3 separate regions of the Mus musculus genome follow, and all the other regions are linked to region 2. Evidence: chromatin contacts called from public HiChIP or PLAC-seq and promoter capture Hi-C data. All regions are on one chromosome and are shown on one strand. Each heading gives the region's core, a stretch centred on a gene start, on an enhancer-like site or on the middle of the called end of the contact. The rest is flanking DNA. Distances are from core to core; before and after follow the strand shown.

Region 1 (4,534 bases), core at 313-2,812, 1.1 Mb after region 2:
ATTAAATCCTATAAGGTAATTTAAACCAGTTGCTTAAAGCACATAAAGTTATTATGAAGCTCTATAAATAGTCAACTAAATTTATTAAGTATTCAAAGGATATTTACTACACAGAAAGCACATGCCGCCAAGGATCCTCTTTAGGTTGAGTTAACATCTTATCTTTATAAATAGATACTCGTGTTAAGCCAAATGTAAGATCAACAGTAAAAACCACACTCAATCAAACAACACTGTAACAGTTCACGGTGGTGCCAGAGAACAACAAAAATAATTGAATGGTGCTGGGCCAGGTTATAGAAAGTCCCTAAGATACCTATTAGAAGATATATACAAGAAAGTAATGAAGAAAAAAAGAAGATTGAGATAAATTCCCAAAGTTCACCGAGGTTGAAAATTATAGATACTTGGATGCTTAGAAAAGATAACAAAATAAAGCTGAATTTAAGTCAAAGAATCTGACCTGATCACTATTCATTCTTCCAAATGCACTAATACTATTACTATTGTATTATACAACATATTGTACAAATATCTCATACGTGCATAATACAGTTATATTGTATTAGGAATCATGCAGCTGATATCTGTTCTTCACACAATAAGCATGCATATAGGACATGGTTATTATTTTCATCTGAAACTAGCCAAAAGCTAAATTTGGTTTCCTTCAGAGTATCATAAGATATACTATTGGTTCCATTTTGGAAGTTCTATGATGTACTTTATCAACATTATGTCAGACTGAATGAAGTCGTTACTGACAGGCACACCTGTTCTACCTCCTTATAAACAAAGAAAGAGTATTCTTTTCATTGAAGGTTCACCATTCTTAGCCTGCAGCAACATCAGGCTCTATGTTCTGGACATCACAGCCTTATCAACTTTAACTTCCCTTTTCTTCTTTTTCTTAGATGATCCTCTTTTCAGCGTGCTGTATCTGTGGACTCATTGGAGGCATCCTGAATTTTCAGTTTCTTCGGGCAGTCACAAAAAAGACCTCCTCCCTGTACCCACTGCATCTCGCTTCCATGTCTTTGGCATGTATCGGCATTGGGGGCTGCACTGTCTCCTCTTGGCTCACTTGTCGTCTAGCCAGCTATGAGCAAAGGAGGATGTTCTCAGAAAGGGAACATTCCCTGCATCACTCTCATGAAATGGCTGAGAAAGTGAGTTTTTCTTTTTCATTTTGCCTCACACTGCTACCATGCAATGAACACTACAATCTAGGTGGATCAATTTGCAAGCTTACATGGCAATTTGTGGAATCACATTTTGTAATTCTGACCCTATTATATTAAGAGCAGGGGTTTTTAATTAGTTTTCTCTGCAATTCATAAGTACAGCCATTTTCAGCAGAATTTTGTAGCCTCTGTCTATTTGAAACCATAGCTCCTAAAATGGCATTTTATAAAATATTAAGCACCTTATAAATATGGATTTTTATGTATTATAGTGAGGAAAAACATAAACTAAATACAGCCTCCACTCAATAATGCCAGCTTTAGAAATCACATGAATTCTCTTTTCCAGTACATCCTTTGTGCTTATAAGTAGATGCATTTGATTATGTAAATTAGGTCCTCAAGCATAAAAGAGGCTCTTTAGTGAGGCAACAAAAAGCCTTGTCTATCAGTGAAGATATTACAATCCATATAAAGCTTCATTGAATTCTCGTCTAAACTTCATGCATATTTGTATAGCTTTGCCTGTATTTTACAAAATGCTGATTGCATAATTGTTTCATGAAACCTATTCAAACAGAAACTTACATTAGTTGCATTAAGGAGCAAACATTATAGAAAGATCTGAATGTGTTCCTATTAACACATTTAGTTTGATACACATTTTTAAATTCAGTTCCTATTACTTGATCTATTCAGGAAAAGATAAACATCTGTAAAACTCACTAAGATAATGGGAAAATTACATTTTGATTTATTTCTTGAAAATAAAATCATACAGTCATAGCATAAAAGAAATAGTAGCAAGAGTTATGCATATCATCATGTTATTTTCAAGTTAAATATTTATTTTGTTGTTCATCTGTCTTTATTTTGTATATCTATACATACAGAGAAGAGATTCTCATTGATTGTCCCAAGGAAGCAATTGTGGTCAGATTTGTACATGTCATTCAAAATAAAAGGACTTATTAGTTTTAAGTGGGTTATTAAAATAGAAGATTATTGCATATGATAGCAGCTCCTTTATATTCTGTTTTTATGCTGGTGTTATTTAGCTTTTCTTTGCATATGTTTCTTCAATATTTATTGTATAATTGTTATATTTACATTAGAGATTGAGGGCTATTGAAATAACCGACTTGCCCAGCTGCCCGGTGGTGCCCCCGACACCAGAGTTACCTACAAGGTACGCTGACTTCTAGGGAGTTACCATGTTGTAATGTTGCTACAGGAAGCACTGCCTCTATTAGAAAGCCATGGCATCCACAGATCAGTCTGGACTGATGCTGTGTGCTCCTCAAAGTATCACTTTTAGAAGGGTTACTCTGAGGAACAGACATAAACCTACATGGCAAAATCTTACAGCTTCAATGTTGGTTGAGTATTTCAAATATTCAGCCTGCCTCTAAGCATCCAAGTACTGTACTGCTTGGATGATTCACTATTCCCTTTATTCTCTGCTGCATCACAATTCTGACTCAGTACCATCATTCACAGATGAGACTTTTGTTTTAATAATAGATGAGTCTGGATAAAGACAAACTGTAATTCTATCATGCCAAAATTGCATGAACCAATAGCCAAAGTTTAACATTAATATAGTAAAATGTCTGTGTGTAATTTTTCTTTTGGTAAAATTATCTGATATTCCAATTCATTTCACATATTTCCAGTTGTTAACAATAAATATTCAAGACTCTTAGTTTGGCCAAAGAGAATAACTGGAAATGCAGAAAGTTACATTTGCAGTCCATTTAAAAGAAGTATATTTATTTATAAATGTCCAAGTATGTTCTTGCCCAGATTAGGAGTATGGTCTTATTAAATTGTAAATGCCAATTTGCAAATGAAATGATGAGACTCATCCATTTAAAACTAACTTTCGCTATTATTTTCTAATGGTAATTTTACTGTGTCTGTGATTGAATGAATTTTGTTAAGAGTATTGTTTAAATTTATAAGATTTTAGAAAACATTTTTCTTAAAATCTTACAGAAAATATTGATACCTTAGTTGTGTGAGCTTTAGGCTTTTATTTGAAGTCTTTTTAGGGAATGGAAAAGGCAACTGAGATTCTTATTTCTATGTACTTACTAAGAAGTTTTCTTTCTCTTCTAGCAGGATAAAATAAAATGTGCTTCATTAAATTTTATATTAATTTTGGGAATTGAGTTTGGCTAATTTTTCTGTCAATCACCTTTTATCATTATAAGCTTAATACCAGCCCAATTATTCCACATTTTTAGTCCCGTTTTCACTGTGCTCATCCTTAGAAGTCTCCCTGACAGAAACAAGATAGAAATGGGTAGCAAGCAGAAGACTAAGAAAACAGCTTCACTTGAAATATTTTTGCCACCCTTTTGAAAGTCAGCTTCTTAAAATACAGAATTGTAAATCTTGCATAATAGACAAATTTGCTAATATACTATCTATAATACATGTACTATGGTAAATGTGAATTGGCCCCTAATCATAAACTCAGGACCTGGGAAAGTGACCTAGATTGTAGAGTTATTGCCTAGTATCTCAAGCATCTTGTAGACCAGGCACAGTGGCACATGCCTGGGTTTCTAAAACTCAGAAGGTAGAAACAAGAGGGTCAGAAATTCAAGGCCAGCTCCAGGTACTTAGTATGTGTCTAACAAGCCTGGGCTGCATAAAGCCTTCTCTCAAAAATCAACCAAATGAACAAACAAACAAACTATATGAATTCAAGTCATCTAAGATTCTAGTATTTTCTATAGTTGCAAATGAAACTTTTTATGTTACTTCATTTTTTTGTATCTGTATATTCATGTCCTCCCAAGCACATTTCTCTGAGTCCTTTAAAAACATGCCCCAAGTTTTCATTGTTACTTTTTTACTGTAAAAGTGACCATGTCGTTATAAACAATTTTCCTGGCTAGCCATGATGGTTTACACTGAGAGTTTCAACACTCATGAGTCTGAAGCAGAAGGTTTGCAAGCTTGAAGCAACTTTGAGCTATTCAAGTTTAATTCCAGTCCGGGCTACTTCTCTAGAACCCATTCAAAACAAAATAAAGCCTAAACACAACAAGCATCTTCTCACTGAAAACCTAAAGGCCCCATGGTTTTCTATAAACACCTATAGAATGTGTTGGTATTTTGTTGTTGTGCTTGACAGAAGAGTTTGGGTATTGGGAAAACCTGGTCACTTAGGCATCTTTGTTCTAGGTTAGTACCTTCCAGTAAAGGGTTGAAGAAAGGGGGCGGGGGGAACAGGGATTGGGCATGTGGATAGAGTGAACTAATTTGTGTATATAAACCTAGGCTGTCACTTCAGCATTTTCATGTGCTACAAGATGCCATGAAATTTCATTTCCTAA
Region 2 (4,373 bases), core at 40-2,539:
ACCTGTGCAAAGTGGCATGTCCCCTTCTCTCCCAAACAGATACACAAATTAGTTAAAGGCAATTGTTTACCCAGGTATGCTAGCCAGGAGTTTGCTTGGGGTACTAGTGAAAACCCAGCTTCAAAATAAAGAAACAAATAAGAATTGTTTAGAACCCAGAGAGCGTGGCCCGGGGCATTATTGGCATAACTGGTGCTCAGGGTCCCAGAACCCAGCTTAAATGTATATCCAAAATGCAGTCTAAAATGCTGTGTTAGGAGAAAAGGCAAAAACCCAGACAACGATGGTGACAAACAAGTCATAAAGCAAAAGACTCTGAGGAGAGAATTTCAGTAAAAAACGCCAGTCAGAGAAAAACAGAGAAAGAAGTGGGTGCATTATTTTTAATGCAAATTCTATACGGCACATTAGAAGTTGATAGCATTAGCAATCTCATTTGTTTCACATAAAATTTTGTCCCCACTTCTTATATCCTAATTACGTATTTTGTTAGTAGCTGCCTTTTGTAATCCTTAACAATTCTCCTTTTGAGGGTGGGTAGCAGAGGAAGCAAATGCATTAATTAAATATAAATACAAATATAAGGACAATTTAATAGGAACAGCAGACATATTTTCCCAAGAATTATTTGTTTTTAAAAGATTAGTATGTTGAGTGCACTCCAAGAGAGCATGGGCTGGGCATTAACAATTAAAGGCCGAGTGATTCGAATGGGACAGACTGTGTTTTGATAAATGTGTGTCTGTGCACGGGCACAGGTATGTACGTGTGCCTGTGTGTGTGAATGAGAGTGTGGAAAGTGAGAGGAAGGGTATCTAAGATACAATTGCACATGCAGTAGAAGTCCTAAAGGTAGGAGAGGGAAGGCTTAACAGGAACTCATCTGAAGGTTGGAAACTCCCATATTCAAATAAATTAAATACAGCTGGATAATATCCCGGCATCACCAGTAGGTGGCAGCATTAATCCAAGACATTTTAGTGTGCTTAGAAAAGGAGCATGGAGGAAACATTGGCAGTTAAAAATGACTATCGGTCCAATACAGGAGAGAGGAAGGAAAATATAAATCACGGTTGCAGATAACACGTGTTATAAGGTATGCTCTTGTATTCTCAATTGTTAATTGCTGGGTTGGCAGCGCCAGGCTAGCAGGATCTGTAAATATTTGTTGCTTTCTCACCCAACCCAAGAGAAAAAGCAAGCTGTGAAAGGGAAGGTCACACATACTATTCCCCGCCCCCACCGCCCCCTCCCAGGCCAACTGGACGAAAAGGAGGGGGATTTTAGCATAATAAAGAGCTTGCGGTTGGATCTGGGGCAGAAGGGCTGGCAGGAGGATTGGCAGGAGGACTGGTTGGAGGACTGGTTGGAGGACAGGGAGAGAGAAAGAAAGGTAGCAAGGCCCTGAGGTAGAGCTGAGAAAGAGTCAAATGACTGGAGATGTCAGTTTAAATTATGGGCTAGCTGTGAGACTGCCCAGCAAACAGGCTAACAGCCTTATGCTATACAGATGTCTCCACAGCTTTATTATTAAACCACAAGCCCCGCAATATCCAGATATATTTGCTCACTGCTTGTCAGATATTGGCCTACTTGCTTCTTTAAGGAAGTAGACAAAATCTGGGTCAAAATCATCCGAAAGAAGGGACTGGGCAAGTACTTGGCATGCAAGTCTGAGGATTGCAGTTTAACTCCAGAGCATTCATAGGGATTCTGGAAGGGGTGGAGGCAGCTATCTGTAATCCCAGTGTGGGAAACAGCAACAGGAGATCCCTTAGCAAACTGGCTAGCAAACTAACCAAACTGTAGAGCTTCCAGTTCATGTGAGAGACACTTCCTTAATATGTAAGGTGGAGGCTGATCACAGAGGACACCAAATGTTGATCTCTGGCCTCCACAGGTACATGCACACATGTATATGCACACTCCCACAGGTTAACGAGCATATAGTCACATATCACACATACATAAATAAAAGAATCTTTAAAAAAAGTTCCCACAACAGAAGATTCTGGCCTGAAGACAATGTCAGAAAATGGAAGAATGAAACTGAATTTAACATACCTTGGCAGAAGGTCTTGATGGATAGCTGAAAGAAACATTTTTAAATTCTATGTTTCCTTCTATACATTCAGGTACAAATCCAGCTGTTGAAAAGTTATCTATATTGGGTTTCTTGGAAAAACAAAGAGATTGTTATACATCTTTAAAGGGTTAAGCTTCTATCCCAGAATAGTTTAGAGATGGACCCTAAAGTTCTTTTAAAATCTCCTTCCTGTTTTAGAAGTACATGAAACTAGACATGAAATTTTGTCTTTGTTTCTTTCTCTTTCTTCCTTTCTTTTTTTTCTTTCTTTGTTTATTTTGTTTTATTGCTTTTTGTTTTCTTTGAGACATGGTTTTTCTGTGTAGCCCTGGCTGGAACTTGTTCTGAAGACCAGGCTAGCCTCAAACTCACAGAAATCCACTTGCTTCTGCCTCTTGAGTGCTGGGATTAAAGGTGTATGCCACTACCACTAGACAGACATGAAGTTTTCAATAAAAAATCATTCCCCCACAAAAGTTAACCACAATCTTTCACTCTATAACCAAATAACCAATGTGTAGGTTTTACCCACCCTGTGGTTTTCCGGAGTTGAATGTTCCTATCTTTCAGGTTCCTTCTTAGAGTAAGGACAGATATCTTTCAATGCAGTGAGAGCTCCTACCTTATCAATAACCTGGAAAATATTAAAGGCAGCTCCTCTGGCTACTGTGAAGGTTTCCAGGTGAGGGGCTACAGATCCAATGCAGTAACTACTATGGATCACACTGAAGAAAACCTACAGGGACAAAGTAAACAATAGTCACCTTGTAGTGAAGTAAGAAAGACAATGGGATTGGGAGGTGTGTTTGGCCTGTGCTCATGGACTATGAGAGGACTTACATAAGAATATGGAAGACAACCACTCTGGAAGTCAGTCTGGCGGTTTCTTAGAAAATTGGACATAGTACTACCGGAAGATCCAGCAATACCTCTCCTGGGCATATATCCAGAAGATGTTCCAACTGGTAATAAGAACACATGCTCCACTATGTTCATAGCAGCCCTATTTATAATAGCCAGAACCTAGAAAGAACCCAGATGCCCCTCAACAGAGGAATGGATACAGAAAATGTGGTACATTTACACAATGGAGTACTACTCAGCTATTAAAGAATGAATTTATAAAATTCTTGGGCAAATGGATGTATCTGGAGGATATCATCCTTAGTGAGGTAACCCAATCACAAAAGAAGTCGTTAGATATGCACTCACTGATAAGTGGATATTAGCCCAGAAACATAGAGTACCGAAGATACAATTCGCAAAACACAAGAAAATTAAGAAGAGAGAAGACCAACGTGTGGATACTTCATTCCTCCTTAGAATAGGGAACAAAATACCCATAAAAGGAGTTACAGAGACGAAGTTTAGAGCTAAAACGAAAGGATGGACTATCCAGAGACTACCCCACCTGGGGATCCATCCCATAATCAGCCACCAAACCCAGACACTATTGCATATGCCAGCAAGATTTTGCTGAAGGGCCCCTGATATAGCTGTCTCGTGTGAGGCTATGCCAGTGCCTGGCAAATATAGAAGTGGATGCTCACAGTCATCTATAGGATGAAACACAGGGCCCCCAATGGAGGAGCTAGAGAAAGCACCCAAGGAGCTGAAGGGGTCTGCAACCCTTTAGGTGGAACAACATTATGAACTAACCAGTACCCCAGAGCTCGTGTCTCTAGCTGCATATGTAGCAGAAGATGGCCTAGTTGGCCATCATTGGGAAGAGAGGCCCCTTGGTTTTGCAAACTTTATATGCCCCAGTACAGGGGAATGCCAGGGCCAGGAAGTGGGAGTGAGTGGGTAGGGGAGCAGGGCGGGGGGGAGGGTATAGGGGACTTTTGGGATAGCATTTGAAATGTAAATAAAGAAAATATCTAATAAAAAGAATCAAAACAAAACAAAACAAAACAACAAGATGGAAGACAGGATGAAGACTGTAAGGGAAACACAGGCTGCCCCAGCAGTCTTGGCCTATTCTCAGGATGACACTCCAATTCGCGAGTTTGTGTCTCTCCAGCTGCAGCAACATTTGAGTTGTCTGAACCATGCTGGCCCACAGGAAGCGGCCCACAAGCTGAGTGTGCTCCTATGGACCCTTTCCCTCTACTATGGACAACACTGGGAGATTTAGCAGGAGAGTAATTGAAGTGATAGTACAGAGACATTGTATTGCTTCCATCCTGCTTTTAAAACTTCTCTGTTACCCACTGTCCTTATTTAGGCAAATGCCTCTGCAGGAAAAGGTCAAATAAGGAATGAATTCTACAATGGCATGCACTCT
Region 3 (4,750 bases), core at 1,560-4,059, 1.0 Mb after region 2:
ACTCATTCTGTAGACCAGGCTGGCCTATTATAATTATTTTGACATGATTTTGAGAGATAATGATAAGAATAATAATTTTTCAGCTTGAACTCTGTTTTTGTTCTTGATTTTTGTGAGTATGAAGAAATGTTAAAAGTATTTGGCCCAAGGAGCTGAAGGAACCTGCAATCCTATAGGTGGAACAACAATATGAACTAACCAATACCCCCCTCCCGGAGCTCGTGTCTCTAGCTGCATATGAATCAGAAAATGACCTAGTCGGCCATCAGTGGAACGAGAGGCCCGTTGGTCATGCAAACTTTATATGCCTCAGTACAGGGGAACGCCAGGGCCAAGAAGTGGGAGTTGGTGGGTAGGGGAGTGGGTGGGGAAGCGTGTGGGGGACTTTTAGGATAGCATTGGAAATGTAAATGAAATAAATACCCAATTAAAAAATAAAAAGTGAAAAAAAAGAAAATAACTATGTCTTAATCAGCAAAAAAAAAAAAAGTATTTGGAATCACTTTAGGAAACTCTTTACATTGTTTGAAAATGTAAAATATACTTTGTGTCAAAGAAAAGGTATTGTAAATGTCTTGCAGTTCTAATGTTGGTAGTCGGAATGGGACAATTAATTTCTTCTGTAGATAATAATTTTTTAATATATCACTCCTAAAATATTTGTTTGCTCTTAACTCAACTGTAGCTACTCATAGATTTAATCTGTTCTGGTTTAATTGTGATTTTCAGAAGTTTTGTGTTTTATACAAGTGATCCAGAATCAATCAAGGGTGGTTATATTTGGGTATATGACTAGAGTTTTAGATACTGAAGTAACTGGCTTCAAATGATCATGTCTGTCAGTAATGAACAATCAAACTCAAGAGGTGACATGTTTCTTTGTTCCTTTAAAACTCCTATATGGTTAACATCAAATGAGTGTTCACTATAATTCTCTCCCAGGGTAATTCTTTTCCACAGAAAACTACACTAATACCTTTTGATGATCATAACTTGTTTTCTTCCTCCAAAAGAATAAAAAATAGAAAGACAAAACAAAGTAGCTAAATTCAAACCAGAAGTGAAGTAGCATAGATGTCTCATTTCTGTTTACGTTTGACTTATACAATATTTAAATATCATAAGTATTGCTTTTTTAAATCCACAAACTGCTTGAGAAATTCTGGAAACTGGTTATCTGGAGGGAAATGTTTTGAGAAGTGGAAAGGAACATCACTAATTATCAGTCAACATCACTTATATAAGTTGTGCTCTGAATATCACAATAGCTGAAAATTCCTTAACATTTAATAACTCGCAATCCTTCTTTGATTTTCTTTTTCTCAAGTTCTAAAACTTGTAAAATAAGCATATCATAAAAAAAGAAATGAGAGTGTAGAAGTTAAGCTATGAAGCATGTTCTGAATCAAATATATAAAGGTAAAACTGACACTCCTGGGGCAGAATTAGGGCTTCTGTTTCCTCACATTGGTTCTTGAAAATAAAAAATGCGTCATGTAATCCCAAAGGAGCTTACTGTGTATTTGTCTGCATGTGGGCAGAGGCAAAGATGCCCTCATATTGTGGTCCCCTTTGTCTATATTTCCCTTCAACGCATCTCTAACTGAAGAATAAGTTCTTGAGAAAGATGGTTGATGAATCCATAACTCAGAACTCATCCAGAAAATTTTCAGTAGAACACCTTGAGATGTTTCCTGGGGGGGGGGGGGGGATCAGTAAAATATAAGCAATTCCACTATATCTAGGCTCCCAAAATTCACCAGAAAGAGCAACAAAATCACACAGCCCACGCTTGAGTCCCTGCCATAATGATTCAGAATTGAAGATGGTCAAAATCAGTTTTGTACTAGGTCAGACTTTTTCTCTGTTTATAAGTAATGCTTGTTCTGGTGTAGTACTTAAGTGTATGTATCTCAACTGAAATGAGATAACAACACAGGGTCTCTGTAAGCTGCTTCTGACTATGCCTCTCAGGTATGTAGCTATCAAGGAAAATATGCCTCCAGCAGACAGCTTCTTCCCTCTAGGATAAGAAGGTACAAAGTAGTGATAGCAGAATGGACCCTCTCTCTTAAAGAGCAGGCTCCAGTCTGGGCTCACTGATATAAATGAGTCCTCCAATGAGGGTCCGCTCAAATCTTTGTATAATCAGGGGTCTGGCTTCTTTCTATTTCCGTGCACTTGGTTTTCCTTTGCTCCTGAACCAGAGAAAAGTACATGTAGAGGAAAGTTTTGCATAGAATGAGCCTATATTGATATAAGGACCAGGCATAGCCACCCCTCCTGTCTGAGGCAGAAACCCAAGAGGAATTGAGTAGAGGAGTAACGAGTTTAGGATACTTAGGTTGGGTGCAGGGGCGGGGCGAATCAGAGGTCAGCCAAGAGTATTGGTCCTAGACCCACAAATACATCAGGATTCTCCCTCCTCCGTTAGCCTCCTAAACCCCAATGAGGTCATAGCAATGAGAGAGAATCAGATTCAAGAGAGGGGGGAGGAAGAGGACAACAACGGGGGAAAAAAATCCAGACGGAAAGAGGCCATCAGACAAGGTCGCTTTTTCTGGCGACACAGCAAGTGCTAGGAACGTGGTGCTGAATACCATCCACCCGCTCTGCCTAGAGACCTAGAGACTCACAGAAGCACTTTGCGCAGACAGGAAAACAAAGGAGGGAAGGCGAGAGGACAGGCGGAGAGGAGTTGTAAGCAGCTCCCCTTTATTACTAGGAAATCAAGCTTGGTTCCTCCGCCAGGAAGAAGGGAGCCAGAGAGGTGCGGAAGGCTCCTGGGGGCGCAGAGCAGAGACACGGCAGAACTCTGGACTGCGCCTCCGACACTGGCAAGGCTTCCGATCCAGAGTCCGTTCTCCAGAGCCTGGCTCCTCAATAAAAGCTTCTGGACTCCCACCCATCGCTCAACAGTCCCTGTGTGAACCCGCCACGGGCTGGATTAGCTGTCTTCTCTGGCCAGGCCCACGGAAATGGTTCTCTGGTTCTGAAAATCCAGACCTTGTGGATAATGTTTTGCTGGTGAAGAAAGAAAAGTTTGAGGAGCTGGACTGTGGTAGGGGGCGGAAGGGGCTGAGGAGGACTTTGGAAGAAAGAAGGTAGATGATCAGCTTTCATCTCTGAGCTGGAAGGAATGATGACCCAAGGAGAATGTGCACCAGCGGCCAGATCATTGGGAGCCTTTTGGTGCTCTCTGTGCTGGAGATAGGGCTGGGGGTGTCCAGCGTGGCCGTGGGGGCGGTCAGCTTCAGCCTGGCTCTCCGAGAGCACACGCCGCAGCTCGGAGACTCGTCCCCGGTATGGAGCGGGGTGTGTGTACGTTGAGCCATTTCACTCTCTCTTTACCTCTTTTCGGGGATGGTCAGTGTGTGCGTGCCTTAGTCACTGTCTCCTGGGAAAACAATATTATAATACTCCTCTGCCTGTAGGTTCCAATTGACAAGCTCTGCTGGTTTATATTGTCTTTTTGTGTATTAGGGAAGCTTTTTTCCTCTTCACTGGATTTAAAACTAAAATGAATGGCTTTATTTAAACTTGAGGGGAGGAGGGTCAGTTTGAGGATTCTGCAAGACTGACCAGTGTTAGTCTTTACAGGGTTACACCTGACAAGGGCAAACTCACTTGTTTATGTCTTTTACTGAAAATGTTACATCATTTTATTGTACAAAGAGCAAGCAAGGGGTAGTTATCTGTTTATATGTGGGCAGTATGCTCAAGGTGCACCGATGCAACAGTGATATGACCAAAATGGAAAGTGAGCTGAGCCTCTGAAAGGTCTGAGGAAAGATGAGCATTGTCTCAGAAAGCACTGCTTTCAATTTGCCTTGCTACCTTTCTCATACTCACTTCTGAATATTCTGTTGTAAGTTCAAGGCCACCAGTTAAACAAACAGCAGTAAGAAATGTAATGCCATCCTAATGGTAGAGTAACTCACTTTAAAGTGTGCTTATCTACTCAGAAAACAATATTGGGTTTTTTTTGGGGGGGGGGTTGTTTTGTTTTGTTTTGTTTCAGGTCAGGGGCAGACCTAACAAACATTTTGTTTGCTCATGTAGGAAGAATTGCAAGGAAGCCACCAAAATCAATAAAATAACTACCTGATAATGAAAAGGCGCTCTCTCTCTCTCTCTCTCTCTCTCTCTCTCTCTCTCGTGTGTGTGTGTGTGTGTGTGTGTGTGTGTGTGTGTGTGTGTGTGTGTAGTGTGTGTGTGTGTGTGTGTGTGTGTGTGTGTGTGTGTGTTGATCCTCCTTCCTTTTCCCCTCTCTCTCCTAGCTCCTCATAGCTGCCATGCCAACCTGAGTCTCTAACTTGATTGTATTTCCTGCATAATTTATTAAGGAGCTATTCTGCTGTTGACAATCCATACTCCATTTAACAATCACGATTTCATCACTAAATTACTAAGAGAAAGATCATTTATGAATTTAAGAAAATCCATTCCAAAGTCATTCATAAAAGGTGTTCCAGCCCTCTGAGTACTGTGAAATTGTACCTTGAATAATTGGCTTTTATACTTTTTTTCAGGTATGATACATGTTTATAGATTAAACAACTTAAAAGACAAAAAGGAAAAGAACAATTCTAGCATTAAATTACCCCTAGAATCTTTTTTTTGAATTCTATAAGTTTATATCAACCCACATTAACTATCTTGTTCTTTAATATGGAAATGTTGCCAATGTAAGTATAACTTTGAGTTTGAAAGAATAAGGGGTCCATCTTAAATTCCACATCTATTACGT

Evidence for each region. Promoter capture Hi-C pulls out the DNA fragments that hold promoters and counts their contacts. HiChIP or PLAC-seq counts read pairs in DNA pulled down with a chosen protein or histone mark.
Region 1: a contact with region 2 is called in an H3K27ac HiChIP or PLAC-seq map of oligodendrocyte precursor cells, with 13 times the contacts expected there. The contact joins two enhancer-like sites. A contact is called at or near these places in 2 of 15 datasets of contacts at CTCF or cohesin (large pre-B cells and pro-B cells), 2 of 484 Hi-C or Micro-C datasets (bone marrow-derived macrophages and nephron progenitors) and 2 of 115 datasets of contacts at active chromatin or transcription factors (embryonic stem cells and oligodendrocyte precursor cells).
Region 3: a contact with region 2 is called in a promoter capture Hi-C map of embryonic stem cells, with 5 times the contacts expected there. The contact joins the promoter of Tmem196 here to the enhancer-like site in region 2. A contact is called at or near these places in 22 of 39 promoter capture datasets (the 3T3-L1 cell line, 3T3-L1-derived adipocytes, the C10 cell line and 13 more), 5 of 484 Hi-C or Micro-C datasets (the 3T3-L1 cell line, bone marrow-derived macrophages, embryonic stem cells and 1 more), 6 of 115 datasets of contacts at active chromatin or transcription factors (astrocytes, embryonic basal ganglia, embryonic forebrain and 2 more) and 2 of 9 other capture datasets (adipose tissue and liver).

What each region holds. Positions count from the first base shown.
Region 1 is chr12:120,013,834-120,018,367 of GRCm38.p6, forward strand. It overlaps Tmem196 (transmembrane protein 196), which reads left to right. Exons shown (of 5, transcript NM_001294154.2): 3 at 915-1,169; 4 at 2,300-2,373. Among named protein-coding and RNA genes, the nearest start is that of Tmem196, 70 kb to the left of the region's middle. Within about 2 kb of position 1,563, at least 33 of the 459 cell types and tissues checked have an H3K27ac peak or open chromatin away from gene starts, as enhancers often do. A contact at or near this core is called in oligodendrocyte precursor cells, where this site is marked.
Region 2 is chr12:118,929,787-118,934,159 of GRCm38.p6, forward strand. It overlaps Abcb5 (ATP-binding cassette, sub-family B (MDR/TAP), member 5), which reads right to left. Exons shown (of 28, transcript NM_029961.2): 10 at 2,709-2,822; 11 at 2,065-2,175. Among named protein-coding and RNA genes, the nearest start is that of Abcb5, 34 kb to the right of the region's middle. Within about 2 kb of position 1,290, at least 33 of the 459 cell types and tissues checked have an H3K27ac peak or open chromatin away from gene starts, as enhancers often do. A contact at or near this core is called in embryonic stem cells, oligodendrocyte precursor cells, second pharyngeal arch cranial neural crest and 1 more, where this site is marked.
Region 3 is chr12:119,943,318-119,948,067 of GRCm38.p6, forward strand. It overlaps Tmem196 (transmembrane protein 196), which reads left to right and starts at 2,810. Exons shown (of 5, transcript NM_001294154.2): 1 at 2,810-3,303. The coding sequence starts at 3,157.